2 separate regions of the Mus musculus genome follow, and region 1 is linked to region 2. Evidence: chromatin contacts called from public HiChIP or PLAC-seq data. All regions are on one chromosome and are shown on one strand. The core of a region is the stretch at or near the end of the contact, and the rest is flanking DNA. Distances in the headings are between cores, read along the strand shown. Region 1 holds the start of Psme4 (proteasome (prosome, macropain) activator subunit 4). Region 2 has its middle 24 kb from the start of Gm40820.

The links. HiChIP or PLAC-seq counts read pairs in DNA pulled down with a chosen protein or histone mark.
Region 1: a contact with region 2 is called in an H3K4me3 HiChIP or PLAC-seq map of stem cell-derived neural progenitor cells, with 30 read pairs. The contact joins the promoter of Psme4 here to the enhancer-like site in region 2. A contact is called at or near these places in 1 of 39 promoter capture datasets (the C10 cell line) and 7 of 115 datasets of contacts at active chromatin or transcription factors (acute myeloid leukemia, bone marrow-derived macrophages, embryonic limb bud and 4 more).

Annotation. Positions count from the first base shown.
Region 1 is chr11:30,769,053-30,774,510 of GRCm38.p6, forward strand. Psme4 (proteasome (prosome, macropain) activator subunit 4) reads left to right here and starts at 2,723. Exons shown (of 47, transcript NM_134013.3): 1 at 2,723-3,172. The coding sequence starts at 2,931.
Region 2 is chr11:30,288,395-30,294,240 of GRCm38.p6, forward strand. No RefSeq gene overlaps it. Among named protein-coding and RNA genes, the nearest start is that of Gm40820, 24 kb to the right of the region's middle. Within about 2 kb of position 1,602, at least 54 of the 459 cell types and tissues checked have an H3K27ac peak or open chromatin away from gene starts, as enhancers often do.

The DNA.
Region 1 (5,458 bases), core at 1,473-3,972, 480 kb after region 2:
CACACTGGCCATGTTTTTTATGGCTCAGCTATTCCATTGTGGTTCACCTTCTCCCTCCTGTATATGCTTCTTATTCCATGGAGGCTCCTTTCTGCTTCTCCTCCTTCCTTTTCCTCTTGGTCCCAAGCCCAGAAAACCTAAACCCCACCTACATCTCTTCTCCCCAGTTATTGGTTGCTGGCATCTTTATTTACCAATCAGAATTAACTCGGGGCAGGGACCCTCAGTGTCTTACCTACAGACTAACTTGTCTTTGGGGCAAACAGTTTTAGAGGGCCCAAATTAACATAAAAATACAAACAACATTAGACCAACTACAAATAATCAATCCCTGTAAGTCATTCACAGCATGAGCACATAGAAAGAAACGAATGTAATATAAAACATTTTAATGTGAAATTTTCTTACATGTGGTACATACCAGAAATTGCAGGGTTGCCCAAGGTTCAAGGCCAGTTTGGTTTACATAGTATTATAGTCCACGAGTCACCTCACAAACTACACAAATACAGATTTTAGTCAGACAGGCATAGTTTATTGATCATTCAACCCAGGAATGATTGATCAGGGTCATAGACCAGACTTAGAAGAGCCAAGATCCTACAGAGCTCTTCCTTTTTTTCTTTCTCCCCATCCCCTTTGTTATTTTTTTTTTAAATTGGATATTTTATTTATTTAAATTTCAAATGTTATCTCCTTTCCAGGTTTCCCCTCTGGAAACCCCTTATCCCATTTTTCTTCCCCCTGCTTCTATGAGGGTGTTCTCCTACCCATCTACCCACCCACCTACAGAGCTTTTAAGCTTTTAAACCCGCCAAGTTAGTTTACCAATCAGTATTTAGGGATAGGGGATTTCCTTGGCAACATATCTTTGCTGTCCATTTATCCAGCTCCTATTGGTTGAGGTATTCAGCTGTGATAGAGGACTTGCCTTGCTTAACTTCAACACTCACGTCTTAACTTGCCAACCAGGATGCTAGTTACCCATGTACATGTCTCTTTCTGCCAAGTAGGATGTCAGTTCCCTGGGCCGTCTTGGGAAGTTAAACTTTACTCAATCTCTACTCAAAATGGAAGTCTTATTCCAAATAGCTTCTTTTATTGGTGTAGGCCTCTCTTTTATGTTGGGGTCTATTCCAGGGGCAGCTTATAAAAGCAAAAACCATAAAAGGTCATACACAGGTGCAAGAAGTGCTGTCTGGTGGTTGGTTCCAGTCCAAGGTTATTGCTGCTAACTATACAAAGCAGTTCTAACTGACTTATATTGTGGTTGGTTTCCAAGAACACCAAAACACAGAATGCCCCATCAACTCGGGCATGAGAAAGTTTCCTTATAATATTAGTAACAGCACAAAATGGGTGGCTAGACACAGGTCTTAACACATAGCAGTTTCATAATAGCCATGGCTACAGAGTAAAATCCAGTCTCAAAACAAAAACAAAAACAAAAAAACTAAAACAAAACAAAAAACCACAAACAAAAAAACAAAACCAAAAACAAAAACTAAAAGAAACAAAAGTAAATTTTATTATGCTGCCCTTAGGCTTATTGTTTTTTAGACATTCTCTTTTGAGATGGTGACTTTTTTTGTAAAATATTTTCTTGAAGATCTAGGGATGGAACTCAGCTTAGGAAAGAGGCCAACCACTAGTAGAACTCATAGACCAGCTGGTAATCCTTGTCTGTTTTTTCAGTTAGTTAGTTAGTTTGTTTTGTTTCGTTTTTTTGTTTAGCTCAGGTTGGCTTTAAGCTACAACCCTCCTGCTCTTGAGTTTCCAAATGCTGGGATGACAGGCGCATGTTACAATGTCCTCTCTTAGAAATTTCTTGTTATTTTTAAGATCAATCTCAATTCTCCAGCATTTACTTCTTAGTCTCAATACATGTATTCACTCCCTTCTGGCAAGCAATCTTTAACCAGCCTGAATCTTGAGTTATCAGAAAGCAAGCTTGCAGCCTCAGTCTTTTCTGTCAGCTGATAATTATTTCTTCCTCCTTTCTTTATCGAAATAACATTGCCATCAACCTTACAGATTAATTTAAAAATAACTTCTATGAAGGTGATATGCCTTCATTTAGAATTCCCAGGTATCTCGGTACTTATCCAGTATTTACCAATGCATTATCTTGTAATTTATTAGTTTGTTGCCAGGAAAGGCCTCTACGTCCTTAAGGGCAGAACTAGGCGTTCTTAAACTTTCTATAGGGACCTTAAATGAGAAGATGACACACAAAGTATATTTGTTGAGTAACTTTTTTGGAGGGTGGACGGGGAAATATCAGAAAGGTGGGGGGTAAAAGGACAGAGGAACACAGGGTACTATTGTGTATACAGATTCTTCCATACACGTTTTTTTAAAGATAGTGTCTCCTGTTGCCAGTAGGAAGCAGAGGTTGGCCTAGAACTCTTTGTGCTCATACTGCTTCGCTGTCCACACTCCCGCCCCCGGCTGGGATACAAGCTGCTCTTCCGTAAACTGGCCCAGAAGAGAGGATACTGAGCGTGGAGAGGTAGTCGGATTCCGTGTCTCTGGATCCTGCTGGAGCAGAGTAGGGTCTCTTGTTTCTCGCCGGCAGCCTCGCGTGGCAACCCCAGTCGCTGACACCAAACTCGGCTGACTGCAAGAAAGCAGCCAGGTTACCTCCTCCCCGCCTCCGTGGCCCCGCCCCGGAAGTGACTTGAGGCCGGTCCGGAACCTCCCGGCGCTGCGGCTGCAGCGTCACCAGAAGAGCCGGAGGGGTCCGGGCCGAGCAGCCGCTGCCACCGCCAACGAACCGGGTGCCGCGCGGGGTCCAGCAGCGCGCCGGGCAGCCGGGGCGGGAGGGGGGCCCAGCGGTCGGGCCGAGGGCGAGGCGACGCGGACGAGGCTGAGCCCGCAGCGGGGCGGGGGCCGGGGCCGGGGGTCGGGCCGGGGGCGGCCCCGGGCTAATGGAGGCTCCGGAGCGGGCGGGCGGCGGGGAGCCCCCCGAGCCTGGCGGGCGGCCGGTACTGGGCCCGCGGGCCTTCGTCCCGCAGAAGGAGATCGTGTACAACAAGCTTCTGCCCTATGCCGAGCGGCTGGACGCCGAGTCCGACTTGCAGCTGGCACAGATCAAGAGCAACCTGGGCCGGGCCGTGCAGCTCCAAGAGCTGTGGCCCGGGGGCCTCTTCTGGACGCGGAAACTCTCCACGTAAGTGGGCTGAAGCCGTCGGCGGGCCGGGCTCTTTGTCTGCGCTGCTGGTGCTGCTCAACTCTGTTCTGTCCAGACGGCGCTGACCTGGTGCAGGATTCCAGGGGCGCGGCCGAGTCCGGGGAGACCCAGTCTCCTCGTTGCTTTCCGTGGGACTTCTGGGTCCTGTCGGTCGCCTCTCACGATCAGCGTTCTGGTCCTTTCTCTTGACGTGCCAGGCTCTGGGGAGCCACAGGCGTACCCGGGCATAGGGACGAGCGGCTCCCATTGGTTCTCCCTGGGGTTCTGCGCTTGGAGCTGCGGGATAGAGAGCTTCGGTCTTTGGGGAAGCGACTCCTGTCCTTGCTTCTGTGGTTTTTTTGGGTTTGTTGTTTGTTTTTTGTTTTTGTTGTTGTTTTGTTTTGTTTTTCCTTCCTCGTCGATCCACTTTACACTTCTTACCGTAGGAAGTAGGGACAGTAAGAGGTTGTGTGTGTGTGTGTGTGTGTGTGGTGTGTTTTTCTGTGTTACTATGTTTCTTGGGGGTCTGGGTTGCTGTTCTGGCTTCCTGGATTTAATTGAAACGATTCGTTTCAAATGGACAGTCAGCGCATTCTCGGATTGAGTAGACGTTGAGAATGTTGTCTTAGAATTCTAGGAAAAGTGTATGTTCCTGTTGTGACATTTCCTCGGTCACGACTTCGCTTATTCTAAGGCAAATAGTGAAGAGCGCTGTTAGGTTGATCCCGGGCTTTGTTGGCCAGACTGTGTGGTTTTGAGTTGGTTAGTTCTTTTGTTTTCCGTACGCACTAGCCGCAAATTATAGCGTCATTAGAATTAGAACGGGGGAAAAGTAATGATGGAGCAAAAAGTTTGGAGAGGTCATTTGCTCTATGCGCGCCTTTACTTTGGCAGAACTTATTATATAAGATTTTTGCTGTTTTGTTTGGTACGCTACATATAATTTGGTAAGACTATGTTTATGCATATGGTTACCGATAAGTGATTGCACAGGGCATGTCATTTGTGTTCCCCAGAATCTGCTGAGTGAGCTGGGTGATGACTCAGGGTTTTATAATACAATAGTGGGCTGTATCTCTCTTCGGGATAATTTTTATGTGCTAATTATTGGGGGGCTTCTGACAAGTTTTTTGTACTCTTCAACCGAGTGAAAAGAGCTCTTTTACTTAAAAGATGCAAAACTAAAGCACTTAATTTGTCTTTCTTAGAGTGACCATAAAGTGGTCACGATTAACAGCTCTGTTGAGTGGATTATAAAGAAGTTTATGGTATTAAGGATCCATAAATGTGGAGATCAATGTAATCAAAGAAAACCCTCTTTTTAAAGGATTAAAATTGAGTTACTTTGTGTGTTCTCCTTAGGTGTTTGTGTAACTTGAACACAGTAAAAATGAAGTTTGTTAGTCACTTTGATAGACTTGCCAAGGAATATTGTTTTCAGGGAATATATGCAACTTTTCTTTGGTGTATAATATGTGTATGTATATGCCAATTTGTGAAGACATCCAGCTTGGATTTATAAGCACAGTTAAATGTTTATTTTCCAATATCTGGTTAATGAGTTTGGTAAATTAGCACTAGGCTTTGTTGCTGTTTTGCCTAAAGTACAAGTATTACCAAGAAATAATAATGGAGTTACCATGCTTGATGTGTAGAGCAGTATTGCTGTTTAGATGGCTTAATGGTGGTGGCTCCTGTTTTCTGTAAATAACCTGCAACAAGTGCTGTCATGTAGACTTTAATTTTGGAATAGTGGTTAAATACTGGAAACTAATTCTTGGAATTGCGTTGCCATGTGACACTTTGAATTTGATAGGGCACACTGTGGTCTTGGGTGTGTGTTTTCTTCTCGAAGACGAATTAGGGTGACATGTTTGTGTATAGTTGTGCTCACCCTCCCCAGTTTAAAAGCCTAGTGTTGTGCTTAACATCTATATAATCCTGAAGTAATCATGTTTGCCATGTTCTAGAAGAAATGGAGTAGATTTCATTTTTTCCTCACCAATTCTGAAGATATGAGAAACTTATTTAATCATGTCCTTTTGCTTGCTTGTAAATGAAATGAGAGTGTTTCCTGGGAACTATTTTTGCTCTGATGTTATATCATTTTGCTACTTATTAAATATTTAAAAAGGAGTTATGATACCCTCTCCCTCCCAGTAAGGTTTTAGGTAGGCTTGGCTGGCCTGGAACTATCCGTAGGATGGCCCTACCCATTTGCTCTTCCCGATGATGGAATTACCAGCATGAGACACCATGGCTGGCTGGCTTTTGAGACAGGATCTC
Region 2 (5,846 bases), core at 352-2,851:
CATCAGAGAATGTGTTTTATTGTGCCACTTATATATTGGTTAAATTGAATCTCAAGGATGAAAAACAGTGATGATCATAGCTGTCCAACAAATCTGTCTTCATAAACAGAAAGTTTAGAAAATAGTTCAACACAGGCATGCCCAGATACATGCTTACCACATCTGTCCCACACCCTCAACTCACATACTCACCCTGTACTACCCAGCAAGCAGCATGCCAGTTTGTGCACCACAAGCATATTCAACTCAAAAGCTATATGAAGGTGTCTCAGGATTTTATAAATATGTGCATTGGCTGGTGATTTTGACTGAATTCTGACGATCAGACTTGATCTCCCCCTCACCACACCACACCCTACAAATACTACTGCACTTCACATTCTTTTGAGTTGAGTGCTTTTGATAGGATTACTTGATTTGCTTTTCATACTTTGCAGAGGAATTTAAAAGCTGAGATGTTTAACTCTTGAAAAAAAACTTACCAGTCATACATAGCAACTACTTCCTTTAAGAAATATCATAAATATCTTTATGATTTATTGCTGGGCTTGTATAGCACAGCATGAAAAACAACCTACATACTTATGTTCTATACCAAAGAGGACCTTAGGAAGGATAGGTGCAGTTCACAATAGTAAAGGCAGCACGAGGGTTGGAATGGTGCCATTCCTGTCGTGTATGTAGACATTCAGAAGCTGCACATTTAAAAGAGACTAGGCATCATCTCATGACTGACTCCAGAACACAAGGCTGTTGTCCATGAGAAAAGGGGACTGGAATGTAAAGGCTTCAATAGAAACAGTTGCCACTGGGATTTGATTGCTGCTGCTCATGGGCTCTGGGAAGTGGCTATGCAAACAGCCCAAAATAGTGGCGCAGTGAACTTGTGGAGGAAATACCTAATATCCTACATGGAGACCCAGGCTGGGCAGCATTTGAATGGATGTGTTCTAAGAGAGAGGGATTGGAAGACCCCCTCATTCCTTAGAACCACATCCCAGCAAAAAGTCTCTCCAAATTCTGACTGCTGTTAGAAACCACACAGGGAGACTCTCGTTTTCCTTAGCTTAGGGCTTCCTTAACAAAATGTAAAACAAAAACATCTCAGAATGATGTAGCATGGCACACTCTTCTTATGTGTCCATATGACTAAGGGACAGAAGGTTTTGGAGATGAAATGTGTCTGCATGAACGAGATAGAGGAAGAACTTGCCTACCGTGTGTTCTTCAGGAGACAGTGCTATTACTGTAGGTGAGGATCTGGAATCAGATACCTGCCAGTTGGCCAGTGGCACCCTCAGGGTTCTCCTTATGCCTCACCCTAAAGGAGTGCTCTAGGGTCTAAGCTGCAGGCAGTGGCTCCAGTGGCAGTGGGTGTTGAGCTGAGGACAGAGCTGTTAATTCTCAGAGACAGCATTGTGAAAGAACTGAGCTACTTAGTAGCTCCCCGTGGCTAGTGTGTCTTTCTGTATGAGCAAGCGACTTCTTATGGAGGCTCAAACCTCTCCAGACATTTACGGAATTAACATTCCAAGCTAATTCCGAAACCCAGCCCAGTCCTGAGAGGCTGCCAATGTACAGGGCTGCAGAAACTCCTCAGTGAAGAAAGCAATCCCTGGACCTCAGGAGAGGAGCCAGCCAGGAGCCCTCTCTGATCCCCTACTCTCTGCTACTACGGACACCCTGCCCAGAGATGCAGATGTAAGGTTGTTTTTGTTTGTTTGTTTTTCTTTCACCTTTCTAAGTGGCTCTCAAAAGCCTTTTAACAGACAAGAATGGAGGTTATCCCAGGACAGAACTCCTAGTTTATATTCATCAGATTACACTTGGCTGAGAGAACAGTTGCAGTTGGAAGCAGAATGCTGGGACTTAAGCACTGTGTGTGCTTTAGCTAGTCAGAGGGTCCTGAATTCCAGGAAGAAGGTTATAACAACTAACATTCACAGTTTATTGTCTGCCAGATGTTGCCATAAGGCTATTACATTATTGATAACAACACTTGGAGACAGGTACCATTTGAATCCTTCCATCTAACAGATGAGAAAGCTAAGGCACAAAAAACAAACAAACAAACAAAAAAACCAACTTGCCCAACGGCCAAGGCAGTAATTATAATTTAAATGCTCGTGATAAGTGTTATTGTGATTGTTCTCAGTTTGCAGACAAGAAAATGGAGTTTTAGTTGTCCAAGTATTTATCCAAGTTTGCACAATGTGAAGGGGTGGGTGGAATGGTCTACCTTTAACACTTAGGGACTTCAGCCAAGGTCATAGTACATAAACATAAATATACATATGAAGCTAATATTTAAATGTCTTCTGACTTCTTACATTGTCAGATAACAGCTGGAAGTCCACTCCAAAAGAATTTTCAGATGCAAACCATAAAGAGGCACTAGACATGGGCAGTCTGGCCCCAGCCCCTGGTGGAACAGACTTCTTTCCTGTATCTTGCTTTTGGGTATTACAGCAGTACCGTCCACTTTGGACATGGTCTCTGCAAACAGCTGACCCCAGGTTATCCCCAAATCCAGTGAACCTATACATCTTTGGGACTATTAAGTTAGGAAGAAAAGGGGCTGGTTGTCATCAGCAGGGAATTCTGGTCTCTGACCTGGACCATGAGTCTTGAGATACAGGTTCCAGGAGAATGTTTCTTGATGTGACTTTACTTAAAGCTTCCAAGATGGTCAGAGTGGTGCCCCAGGGTCTCATAATGAAAAGCTTCTTCAGAGGGTATGGGGTGAGAGTAAAGGCTTTTCTTATGTCCCAAGTTCAGTATCCTTGCTCTAGACAACTCCTGTACTATCATTCCTGTCTGAGCCATTGCCCACGGTTTTCAGGGGATCCGAAGTGAGTAGAGGCAACTATGGAAAGTCTGAAAGTCGGGGTGGGGCAGGGTTGTGAGGGGAGCAAGCGAGCTTGAGAGATTTCCTTTCTCCCACCCACACACTTCCTCTTTCCCACTGGCTCCTGCCTCCGGTCAGGGCTACACAAACACTGTTAGAGCAGATCCAAGTCAGGCCACACCCTTTCCTTGTTTACAGACGAACAGGAGGCAGAGAATGGGAATGGGAGACGCCCTGAAATGATTCTCTCAAAAACCGTTATTCTTAGCCAGGAATGAAGACTTCTTAAAAATTAACTGGCCCAGAGCAAAGCTCTTTCTTCCACAAAATTTTAGGGTAACAAGGGGGCCTGCATGCATGGCCAGCCTCTTGTCTCTGAAGCCACTTCCTAGCACCTGGCATGGACTATTTACACGGACTTAATCCTGTCAGTCTGTCAAGGATTCTAAATTTAGGTTCCATACATAAATACAATTTCCTGTGGTGTCTATTATAATTAAAATGTTCCATGGGCTTACTTTTGTGTTTGTTGGTGTTCAAATGAGGGACAAGCTACCGATTTATAGAACCAAATCTCCACACCCACTAACAAACACCTTCAAGCCCCCAGCATTCATTGCTGAGGAACAGGAGGCACTGGCTGTGGATCCAGATTGTGGCAGTGCTGAGGCCTTGTATCGAGTTCCACTAATTCCTGAATTATTCTCTCCTCCTCAGCTGCTAATGCTGTAGCACAGGAGAAATAAAGAGAGAGATCCTGTCTGTTTGAATACAAGAACTTTGGAATCCTGCTTCTGAACCCTAGAAACATTCCACACCAGCAGAAAAGAAAACGCAATGCTCTGTCAGGAAGGCAGGGCTAGAATGGGGCAGACAGTGATCAGATCAGCCAAAGAACAGGAACCAGAAAAGGGAGAGCAGTAAAGAATTGATCTTTCTTCCTTCTTATCTCTCTATCCACATCTGGTCTTCCCTCCCTTCCCCTCTTCTCTTTATACTTCTCTTTTCTCTTCCTTCCACCCATTCCCTCTTGCCCACCCTCCCTTTCTTCGCCCTCCCTCACTGTCTCAACACCACCTACCCTACTCCTTTAAATTCCCAGTGGCTTCCCAAGCAGCTTGGTTTGAGTCAGATGTCCATGTTCTGTTTAATCAGCTGTGACTTGAGGAATGGTGACAAGCACTGTTCCTATCTTGTGGCAAGAGAGAAGTCCTCAGATAAGCAGGAGTAGGCTTGCTCTGGAGAAGGATGTAGTCTGTCCCATCATGTAGCATGCACTTACTATAATGTTTTTATCACAACTACTTCCCTACTGCCCTAGCTCTGGATAATAAGCAGCCTGGGTCAGGCTTCTCACCTGCGCTTCTGCTGTTCAATGAAGCCACACTGAGGGAAAATCAAGACAAAATCCTTATCAAAGTCTCTTCTAATTCCCTACAAAGAAGAAATATTGTATAGAAGCCATCATGACCACAGCTTAGCCCTGTGCTTGGCTGGGCTGTTTGGCACAGGCATAGAATACTATTATTGTCAACCCAGCTCACTTTCCCCTATCTGAGCTGGGTCACAACTAGTACTGTGTTTACTCCATTTGTTCCTAATGCAAAACAATAGCCAGTTCTACCATCTGAAATATCATAAACCTCTCAGTTCATAAATTCTAGACTGGGTTATGTGAGGAATTTCTGGCAGATCCACCAAGAAACCCAGCCAATCTAGATGTTAGAGGAATGTCATGAGTTTGTCGCCAAGTAAGAACATTAACACTTCACCCATATTCCAGAGGAATATAGTCATTCTGCAAATGAGTCTTTGGGGAATGGTCAATATCACCATTACATGCCTTAAGAAATGTGGAAATGTGTATTTGATTTCCTTGATATATGGGTTTATAGGGAAAAAAATGCTCATTGTAAACTAAATTTGTAATCTGTACTGCCAGATTTGCGCACTCTTTCTTTCTTTCCTTCCTTCCTTCCTTCCTTCCTTCCTTCCTTCCTTCCTTCCTTCCTTTCTTTCTTTCTTTCTTTCTTTCTTTCTTTCTTTCTTTCTTTCTTTCTTTCTTTCCCTCCCTTTCCCTCCCTTTCCCTTCCCTTCCCTTCCCTTCCCTTCCCTTCCCTTCCCTTCCCTTCCCTTCCCTTCCCTTCCCTTCCCTTCCCTTCCCTTCCCTTCCCTTCCCTTCCCTTCCCTTCCCTTCCCTTCCCTTCCCTTCCCTTCTCTTCCACTTCCTTCCTTTCCACTTCTTTTCTTCTTTGTGGGCAGGGCAGGGAAGGCTTCCTGTATCCTGGTCTGGTTTTAAACTTCAATTCACTATGTAGCCCAGAATGACCTTGAACACTTTTGGTCCTCCTAGCTGCCTTCACCTCCCAAGTGCTGGGATTATAAGTGTGGAACACTGCACCCAACTAATTTCCATTAACACACAAACACACACATACACACACACTTCTTATAAGACTAATTAAAGACAAATTTTGTAACAAAGCTAAAACACCCTTGCAGTATGTTGAACTTGTCACTTGTCACCCTGGGCTTTGTGTAGGCAAGGATACCTGCAAATGCAAACCACCCACAAAGTTACATATTTATCAAAACATTATGACTTGTTTTTTTGCAGTTTGATTGTGTAGTTCAGTTGTGAGTGAACTTAGTATATGACAACATCACAGTGCAATGTCAAAAGATTGGCCATGTCTGGGTGTAAGCTAAAAAGTGGGGAGAGTATTTAGGTTGTGAAACATGGAGTCAGAGGGCCATAAGAGGACATGATGCAATGTTGGTATTAGTGATGGCTTGCTTTGGTTGTGACTTAAGCCAGAGGTAGTCAGGAATGGTTCTAGAAAGGGAGAACTGGGACCAGGTCATAAAGGTACTTTGGCCAGGCTGAAGGACTGGAATGATCTAGAACAATGTGGAACCTATAGAATATTTTTAAAGAAAACTTTTTATTGAGAAAACGTATTGAAAGATGCACATAAGTATTCAGCTCAATGAATTT